2 separate regions of the Mus musculus genome follow, and region 1 is linked to region 2. The links are chromatin contacts, called in public promoter capture Hi-C maps. All regions are on one chromosome and are shown on one strand. The core of a region is the stretch at or near the end of the contact, and the rest is flanking DNA. Distances in the headings are between cores, read along the strand shown.

Region 1 (5,042 bases), core at 74-2,573, 1.2 Mb before region 2:
AGGCAGGACACTAGATCCAAAAGCAGCCAAGGACCCCAGGTGACCCTTAGGTGTATACTTGTAAAGGAGCAACAGTAAACATGCCCCAACCTAGTGGAAATCAAGGTAGCATTGCCGAGCTACTCAGCCACTTCTTGGGAAAGGTCCCTCCCCACCAGGCTAAACCACAACGCAGTTTACAAACTCAACAAACTGAGGTCCAGAATGGTGGAGGAGCCTGTAGAAAGCTACACAGTCAGAACAGAAAGTAGGTCACAGGTAGAGAGGTTGGTGTGGCCTCTAAGAAAGCCCTCCAGGCTTTGAAGGAGCCAGCTCTATGTAGCTGTTGGGACATAAGCCTATCTGAAATGAGGCCTGCTTCCCTGAGGTTAAAATTAAGGTTCACTGACAACTCCCCCATCCCCCAAAGTAGGTAGGAGACCAGCCTTCTTGAGAGCTGCAGCTGGCTCCAAACCCCTGTAACAGTGTTATCACCTGCATCAACGCCAACAACAATAAACAACACTTTGTAGGGGTGGTTCAGTACACTTCAGAACAGCAATTAAGTTTATAAAACAACCTGCATCCGCATCCTGAAGGCCACAAGGTGGAAAAGTGACACAAGTATTGAACCCCCAGTGCTGGTTGTGGCTGGTACACCGGCGACCTTGCCGGCCCCTCGGATGCACTCCCAGTCCCTGCGCCTGGGCGCAGGCAGGTGGCTAGGAGCTTCGGGGAAATGATGGTCTGAACTACCCAGGTCGCCTAAGAAGGCCCTTCTGCTGCCCCTCGAAGACCTATATCCCCGGGTCCCAGAGAGGACAGATGCGAAGCTGGATTCTGTCGGGAACAGGTGTGAATTACCAGGTCGCGGCAGGGACGGTGCGAATCCCAGGATCCCCGAGGGAGGGACAGATGCGAACTCTCCGGTCCTCGCGGAGACAGGTGCCGACGCCATCTTCCGCCTGCGGCCCGGGCTCAGCCTGGCCGCCCTACTGTGGCAGTGCCGCGCCCTGGTCTCAAGCTGCTCCCCCTAAGTTTTCGACAACCAGGGCACAGCGACAACGAAGGCCACTTGCTCAGCGCGCCCTAGAACCAGGACACAAGGGCCACCCCAGTGCATGGACGCACAGCGAGACACGCGGACCAGACTAGCACCTTCTGGGGTGTCAGACGCAGAGGGGACGTTTCAGAGCCGGGGCCACCGAGGGATTTGGGCACGGGTCCCCAACTTTCCAGCAACTTGGGCTAGGGCTGCAAGACGCTTACCTGCCAAGCTGAGCTGGCGTAGCGGCGGGCGAACTGCCCGAACACCCTCTCGGCTGGGACGCCGGTGGCGGAGTCGGGGGCGCTGGCTGGAGGCGGGTTATTGTGAGCGGCGGGCTGGACCCTGATAGGTGGCCGCGCCCTCCCCGTCCCGCCCCTTTAACTCCTCCCTCCGGGGCTCCAAATCCCCGGTCCCAATAAGTAGCTACAGAACCCCTGTTTTAAAGTCGTTAGCTTGCAGACATTCCTCTGTCGCCTGTAGACCTGCTACTGTGTCCCCGCCAGTGCGTCTGCGAGTGTGCTTTCCGCAGACGCCGCCTCTGCCATCGCCGCGGCCAAACCTTAGCAAGGGCTGTCTACTTGGTCCTCATAGTACTCCTAAAGGCTTGGTGCTTCTGTGGCTTCCCTTTGCTCCCGCCTGCTACAAGTTCCGCACTGCACCTCCAAATCTCCCCCTTTCCCCTCTCTCTTCTCTCCCGGTGTATAGGGAGCTCTCCCAGCCCTCCTTTTGGCGAAGACTTAGGGTGAAGGAGAGGATCGGTAGGAGGTGAAATCTAGAATTACAGGTGAAGTGGGAGGAGTTCAGTCTCCAGTGCCCTGGAGCAGGGGCTCCGAGGTGAGTAAAGATGGAGCACTGGCCGAATTACAAAGTAACCACTATCTATACAACAACAAAACTTGTTTATCCCAAGTCAGCTCCTCTCGGGATAGCAGAGGTCAGAATCTGGGGCAGGTGCCTCCTACTGCGTGCTTTGTCAAGTAGTCAGCTGGACTCTTCCCTCTCCTGTCAGGAGAGGGGTGGTGATATTTGGGGTTCCTTAAATCTTCTCCTGACACGGGAAGGCAGCCCCTCCCCCCACATGTTAGAAGGTCCTCGGCAGAATTTAATCTTAGAGGCCTTCCAATCCTGCCACTCAGATCTTTCCAGTTCTGTGGTCCTTCTGTCACCTCCAAGCCCAGAAGCAAATTGAACCCTGATCTTTGGCCATTAGCCATCAGGGATTGTCACAACCTGGAGTTGGGGGCAGGGGACCTTGAAGCCTCTCTGCCAATACATTTTGCAGATGAATTTGCAGAAAATTGAGACTGAGAGAAGAGAGGCAGTGACAAGGGGTCTCACAGTCCAGAAAGACCTGACCGGTCAGCAGATGCGTTCTGTAAACAGTAGACAAGGTGGAGGAAGGAGGCCAGTTTGAGGTCAGATGGGGACTTAGGGGCCCAGGGGAGGGGGTGAGTGAAAATATTTAGCCTGCAAGATCCCCAAGGCAACAGGCTGATCAAATGGGAGGCTAGCACAGTGACTCAATCCCTGAACGGCCTGCCGCTGGGGAGACTAGGAAGTTGGGTAGGTTCCGGGCAATATAGCAAGAATTCATTATTTGGAGGGGTTTGTTTATTTGTTCGTTTGCTTTTTCAAGACAGGGCTTCTCTGTGTAGCCCTGGCTTTTCTGGAACTCACAGAGATGTGCCAGCCCCAGCCTCCCTAGTGCTGGGTTTAAAAGCATGCACCAACCACTACTACCACCAGGCTGAGAATCCATGTCTCAAATTACAAAGAAAAACTGGGTGTGTTGATACCCCTGTCATCTCAGGTTTGGGAAGTTGAAGCCGGGAGGCCAAGGCGTTCAAGGCTACATACACAGTTTTCCAGTGAGTTCCAGGAGAGCCTGGGGTACAAGAGACCCTGTCTAAAATAAATTAAAAGAAAGAGAGACAAATGAAGGGAAATGGGGCAAAATCACTTAAATAAGAGTGCGCCTTCCTGTTAGTGCTCCATAATTGGGTCAGATGCAAGAAGTAATACAAGTGGTGACAATGGGGACCGCCACCTTCTGTCCCCAGGGCTCACATTTGCTCTTCTCTTCCCTTCTTTTGAAACATTTATTCATTCATTCTGTTGGAGAGGGGACTATGTGTGTGAAGGTCAGAAGACAACCCTCAGAGGTCAGTTTTCTCCTTCACCATGTAGATCCCGTGTTCTGTCCCTGAGCCACTAGGCTATGCACCCTGCTCCCTGAGAGGACCATACTCAGGGACTTGCCCCTTTCTTCTCTAGTGGCCTCAATCTACAGGTGCTGCTCACAGCTACCTCTGGATCCTCATAACCCCACTGCCTTCTGTGCCTGAGATCACTTGTGTCTATGATCCAGCTGACACAGACTTCAAGCCAAGTTTTGGCCTCGAGTTGTCTTTGGATCCTTTGTTTAACAAATACTGGTAGAGTCTGGTGCAGTGGCACCGGCAATCCACATTCTACAAACTGAGGCAGGAGGAATGAGAGTTTCAGCCAGCCTGGGGTACATAGTGAAACCCCCTGCCTTAAACTTGAAGAATGGGGGATTGGGGTATAGCTTAGTTGGTGGAGTGCATACCTTCTACTGGACCTGCCAGTCACTAATGGAGCTAGCCAGCCATGCCAGGGATCTCACTGTCCCCGACTCCCCAACACAGAGGTTCAAGCCAGCACTGCCACACAGGTCTCTACATGGGTGCTGGGATTGAATTTAACAATGGCTTTTCAGGCTGAGCTCTCTCCTTTGCACCACGGTTACATTTACATGAAGTCTGAAACAAGGCAAAGGTCATCTATGGAGAGAAGGGAAAATAATGGAGGCAGGAGTTAGTGAAAAGGGGGCACAAGAGAGCTTCTTGGGTGACAGAACTGAGGTTATCGGCACACACACACACACAGTTTGCCATGCACTGAGTCAGACGCTTACCATCTGTGCGAGTTTTGGTAAGGAAACCAAAAATCAATACGAACTAGAATCTAAGTCCACAAAGGACAACAGAGCAGGCTCGGAAGGTTAAGCAATGAGGATCACCAAGCTCCAGACTGACAGCTGCCAGGAGGGTTGACTAGCTGAGACCATGTTGCTCTCTGGACAAGGCCAGCTTCACTGGTGACAAAAAGAATCGTCACTGAAGACAGTCCTGGCAGAATAGACAATGCAGCTTGCTTAGCCCGGTGGCATGGGTATTTAAAAGCAATTTAATTTAGACACATGTCAGGCCAGAGAACCAGTGGCTGGGGTGACCGAAATAACCTGTTTTGGAGTGTGCGGCTTGTCAGGGGATGGAGAACAGACTTCCACTCTGTCAGACAATTCCAGGAATCCAGGGTCCTGAGATAGCTGGCCCTGCAGCACCGTGGAGGCCTTGAGCAGCAGCAGGCTGTGGCTGTCCCCTGGTTATCATTCAAGTCAGGTCCGGTGGGAGGCAGTGGACCCACGCGGTGCAGACAGGAAGAAGCCCCAGCCCCGTGGACTCTCCTCCCATCCAGAAATAACATCCTTTGACAGGCAGCTTATCAGTGTGATAGCAGGTTTTCTCAAAAAAACAATTACAGCTCCCAGAAACCCACCATTCACCTTCAGCAGGAATGGACAGTGAAGGCTGGACACATGTCTGCTCACTCTCAGGGCACCCTGAGAAGGGCCTCTTCTGGCCCAGCTCCCTCTTCTCGGCCTAAGAAGGCAGGTCCTGTGAGCCGGTTTCCTCTGCTGCATCCACAAAGGGCCCTAAGCAGGGATCTGTCTCACAGTGGAGAGACCTTTGTTTTATCCAGCCTCACAGCCCTGTTATCGCTGCGTCACACAGGGACACCAGGTCAGGCAAGGTCACCCGCAAGGTTCCACAGGAGACACGAGCTGGCTTGTCATCCCCAGCCCATTGGGCTTTCCTTTCTCGGTTGCTGCTTCTCCTGCCTCAAAGAATGAAGAGAACCAAGAGGGAGGTTGGGGGTGGGGAGGTGGAGGATGGGTGGGGTGGGGTGGAGAGTGCGGAGTGGGGGGCAT
Region 2 (4,908 bases), core at 2,305-4,804:
GACAGGCCAGTGACCGAGACCACCTAGGGGTAACCACATCACACCAACGAGCACCAGAGGAAGGAGGAGGTGACCAGGGGTGAATGGGACCGGCTCTGTAAACTCCAGCGGTGTGTCCTGGGGCACTGAAGACATAGCCACTAAATTCTGGTGCTCCAAGGTTCCTATACAGCTGAACTGGCAAGGGTCATATGAGGAAGAGTCAGCACTTGGTCTTATAACTTCTAGGTGGGGCCTTGTTGGTGACACACTTATCAGCAGAGTCACAGAAGGGGACAGGGTGGCCTCTTATCTAACCACACAGCTCAGCCACATGGTTTCCAGAGAGCCTGCAAAAGGGTTCTCAGAGAACGTGAGAACTGTTCTAACTTCAGGGCCCCAGTAAAAGGGCAGCCTTTTGCCGGAAGCGCTCCTCCTTTTCATAATCTGCTCATCCCGTAGGGCAACTGAAGTTCCCTGTATGTCTTGGCCCACTGTCTCTTGACTGTAATTCTGGGCTCCCTGGGGCTAGGTAGGTCAGTTAAGTGCAGTTAAGATTTCCTGGCTGTCCCTATGGGATTTCCGTCACCACGATATTGGGGAGAAGTCTCCTGATTACTGATGTACCCAAAGATCGAATTTGGCTTTGTCCCTTTCGCGCACCTCCCCTCCCTATTTGCAGGACATCTAGAGTGGTTAAATCGCCAATAATCAGCCCTGTGCAGACTTGCTGAATTTGTAGGAATGCATCAGTAGACAAAACTAGGTCCCCGTCCTCTTGAAATCTACTTTCCAGCAAAAGAGACACTCCGTAAGCAAATACAATTAAATAAATAATGAATTAATCAAGTAGTGAGTGATAAAAAACGTAGCCAGGAGGCGGGAGGGGAAGAAGGGCTCCAAAGAGAGAGAAGCAAGCAGGCCTGGAATAGAGGAAGGCTGTTCTAGCCGCTGCCCTTTGTGGGCCCCAAGGAGGGGCTGAGTCCACGCACGCCTGCGGCCGCGGTCTCTCCCTCCGGCAGCCCTGCTGGTGCCTGGGTCCCCTGGATCCCGCCCGGGCTTTCCAGCCACGTCCACGGCCACGCCCTCCTGGTCACCTCCTCCCGGAGCCCGCCTGACCGGCTCTCACCTCCGGCGCCCGAGGGCCTGGCCCGTCGAGTGCGATGCTGTCGCCCCCTGGGCTTTCTCGCTCTGAACCCCGGCCTCCGCCCAGGTCGCAAACGTGGCCGCAGGAGCCGGGAGACCCCGCCCGGGAGGCTCGGGGTACCGCCCCGGCCGCTCCCCGCCCAGTACCCACCAGGCCTCCAGATCCGCAAAGTCGCCTCGGCTCGCATATTGGAGGGAAACTGAGGCCCTGGAAGGTGGGGACCTGCCTGCGCCACAGGACTCGTCGGTGAGGGGTCGTCTCGAACCCCAAGCCCAACCTCAGGCTACCCACAGGCCTCCAGCTCTACACCGAAGAAGAATAAGGAGTGCTCTTTTTCCCCCAAAAGTTTCCCCTTACAGCCCATCCAGTATCTCCCCGATCCGCCCCTCTCTTCCCTCTCGCGCGTGCAGAGCCAAACCAGACAAATCATCAGATAGGGCGCTTCCTAAAGCGAGCTCCTACACATCCTGCAAAACCCTGCTAAGGTTCTCAACCAAGTCTTTGGCTTAGCCCCATCTCTGCCTCTAGATATTGGCCATTTCGGCTTCTATCACCCACCAACGCAGGTCTGCAGTCCACTTGTGGTCCTGAGGCTCTACCTGGAGTCTGTCCATAGGCTTGCAGGGAAGGCTGCGGGGAAAGCACTAATAAGATAGGAGACCAGGATTCCCGTAGTCGCCCTGAATGCAACTGTGTTCAAATGCCTGCCTGCCTGCCCACGGGCTTTGTGGATTCCCACCTCAACCCTTGCTTTGCAGTTCCTGAAGCCCAGCCGGCCCTCCCCTCTCACCCTACCCCCACTTAGAGCTCCTTGACATTTAGGTCTCAGCTGTCCGCTCTGAGGTCTCCTCCCTGACCTCACAATGTAAACAAGCATACCCTACATTTTGCTGGATGTTTTAAGGGGGGAGTGTGGTGGTTGGTGGCTGCAATGTTCACTAACTTTTCTTCAACTAGTAGTATCCACTAGAGTAAATGTGTTACAAGGTGAAGGTCGCGGGAGGGTGGGTAAGGGGAGAATACAGCATGAGTTTCCTGAGGAGGGAGGGGAGAGCTTGCCGTTTTTAAATAGAAGAATGGGCAGAGTAGACCTCACTTGGACATATAATTAAGGGAAATGAGGGTGTCGGCTATGCCCATATCTAGAAGTGCATTCTAAGCAGAAGGCACAGCTGGTTCAAAGGCTGTGTTTGAGGGGCCACAAGGAGGGCAATGAGGAAGATGACGGCAGGGAATAGGGTCAAAAGGTAGAGGGTGGGGTTTAGAAACACCATTTCCCCAAACTAAGAGAGTAGCCATCACACAGACTTCAGAGAGACAAGACCAGGGCTGGGTTGGGTTCGTTTTTTTAGGTTAAGTGTGTGCCCGATTATCTGCCTGTATGTGCACCATGTGAATGCCTGGTGGCCTCAGAGTTCAGAAGAGGGCATCAGATCCCCTGGCATGTGAGTCTGGAGACGGACCCTCGTGCTCTGCCAGAGCACTAAGTGCTCTTAACCACTGAGCCATCTTACCAGCCCACAGAGCTGAGTTTTCAGGTTTGCCTTGGCTGCCTTGGAGAAGTAAGGTGGACAAAGGAGGCCCTTGAGGGCTGTCTCCGAATCATCCAGGCAATATGTAATGAGGCCAGCGTTACTGGGTGGGATGAGAGGTGGAATTTAAAGGCAGGAATCAATTTTTGGACAATTGCATGTAAAGGCTGAGAGAAAAGATTGGCAGAGAAGTCGGTTTGCCATTACCTGATAGGAGGAAAATGGCACAGATTCGGAGAGGGGACAGCTATGATCATCATCGGTGTAAAGGCATCCAGAAATAGTGGTTGGCACCTAGCCTGTGTTTAACATATGAATAAGTAATGAATAAATACATTTGGGGAGTGGGTGGGCGAACAACCCCTTGGGTGTCAGGTGGAGGGGGCAGCCTCCTGACCTTTCGAGAGCTGAAACCCCACCCAGCCTCTTTCACTACCGTTTTCGAGTGGTTAAGAGCAAGGTTTCAGGTGGATTTCTGAGTTCGAGGCCAACCTCGTCTAGAGAATGAGTTCCAGGACACAGAGAAACCCTGTCTCGAAGAAACAAAACAAAATAAAACAAACAAACAAACAAACAAACAAACAAAAAAAGAGCAAGGTATCGCCCTCTGTAGGAATTCACTGCACAGCTACTTACTGAGCACGGGCAGTGCGGGCCACCACCCCCGCCCTCTGGGGCGGAGGACGGAGGACTCCAACCAGACCCGAGGCACAGCGGCGCGCGCACAGGGCGCCCAAGCCGACTTCCCACGGGAGCGCGCCTCGGGAACGCGCAGAACGCGAGCTTAGATGGGCGGAGCTTTTGGAGGCTGGGAGCTGGGGCATAGAGGGAGGGCACGGCGTTGCTAGGGGATTCTGATTGGTTGCTCAAGAAGGGTTGTCCCGTGACATTCCGCCTCCCGGGTCGCTATAGGTACAAGCGGCCGCCACGGGGGCTTTCACGGCTTACCGCGGACTGAGCGAGCGCGAGGGTAAGAATCAAGGGGGACCCTGGGCCTGCGATGTTTAAGAACCGAGAATCTGAACCCACACGGGGACCTGGAACCGGACATGGCCTATAGCCTTCCTTCTTCCTGGTATTCCTAGAACCAGTCACAACCGCTCTTGGGCAAAGTGTCCTAGACTATTTGTAGTTCTAAAAGAAGAGCTTAGATTCCGGGAAGTAAAGGGTAGGGAAGGAGTGTGTGAGGGTAGTGAAAGCGACTTGGGACCAAATGTGGAATCCGTAACTTTTATTTTCGGAGATAGGGTCTCTCTACCTAGTAGCCCTGGCTGGCCTGAAACTGGCTATGTGGACCAGGCTGGCCCAGAACTCAGAGATCCTCCTGCTTCTACCTCCTGAGTGCTGAGATTAAAGGTGGGTCCCACTATGCCCGGTGGGATACATAACATCTGTTATCTTCCACAGTTCAGCATATAAAGCTGCTAAGAGCAGATTCGAGTGGGTCCTGAGATTTGACTCCAAGGCAATGTTGCAGAAGACAGGTACCCTCACCTACTCAGGTGGCTTTGCAGGGGAGGACTGTGGCGAGGAAGCCCCAGCCCTCCTCTTTCTTGATGGGGGTATGTGGGGAGAAGTGTGCCTCTCCTTGGAGCTGGGCCAGGAAAATCAAGGAGATGCCCCACACCTCAGAATCGTTTCCCCTCCAAAGAGGCCACTTCCTTTTTCAGCCCTGCTCCAGTGTATAGGTCCTATCTTACCCGATCCTGGCGGGCTGTAGCAGCCCTGTCATGTGGGTGTGGTAATTTATATATAAGGAAGCTGAAAGCCAAGAGGAAGGGGCTTGTGTAGGTGAGCAGCTGGGTACAAGTCCACCCTGACCAACCCCTTTAGGCCCTTCTGAGGCTTTCTGAGGTGGAGAGCAAAAACTCCAAGGCCTCAGAAACCCAGAGTCCACAATGAACTGTCATTTCTGTGTAGGGAGGGAGGGAAGAGGGCATCTGGTCTCATGTATATCAAGGACATGACTTCAGGGGTCCGTTCCATTGATTCCCAGTCTGTAGCAACAGCTTTTTGAATACATTACTTTGCCCCATGTACCCCCCCCCCCAGACTGCACTCACAGGCTGAGGCAACTCTAACCCTACTGGCCTGTACCTGGGGAGGGCTGAAGGGCTGGAGGGGTTGAGGTGATGACTGGGGTTGGGGGGTGGGGTGCTGTAGGAACCATTTACAAGTCACCATCCACCTCCCCCTCAGTGCTCTTACTGGCCCTGGTGGCTCAGGTACTGATGCTGGAGAATGGGCTAC

The links. Capture Hi-C pulls out chosen DNA fragments and counts their contacts.
Region 1: a promoter capture Hi-C map of adipose tissue shows a contact between it and region 2, with 2.4 times the contacts expected there. The contact joins the promoter of Bik here to the promoter of Naga in region 2. A contact is called at or near these places in 7 of 39 promoter capture datasets (the 3T3-L1 cell line, 3T3-L1-derived adipocytes, cranial neural crest and 4 more), 2 of 484 Hi-C or Micro-C datasets (cardiomyocytes and olfactory sensory neurons), 6 of 115 datasets of contacts at active chromatin or transcription factors (embryonic forebrain, embryonic midbrain, embryonic stem cells and 3 more) and 2 of 9 other capture datasets (adipose tissue and embryonic stem cells).

Annotation. Positions count from the first base shown.
Region 1 is chr15:83,523,143-83,528,184 of GRCm38.p6, reverse strand. Bik (BCL2-interacting killer) reads right to left here and starts at 1,323. Exons shown (of 5, transcript NM_007546.2): 1 at 1,249-1,323.
Region 2 is chr15:82,337,472-82,342,379 of GRCm38.p6, reverse strand. It overlaps Naga (N-acetyl galactosaminidase, alpha), which reads left to right and starts at 3,554. Exons shown (of 10, transcript NM_008669.4): 1 at 3,554-3,628; 2 at 4,066-4,142; 3 at 4,858-4,908. The coding sequence starts at 4,127. It overlaps Pheta2 (PH domain containing endocytic trafficking adaptor 2), which reads right to left and starts at 1,201. Exons shown (of 2, transcript NM_177391.4): 1 at 1,109-1,201.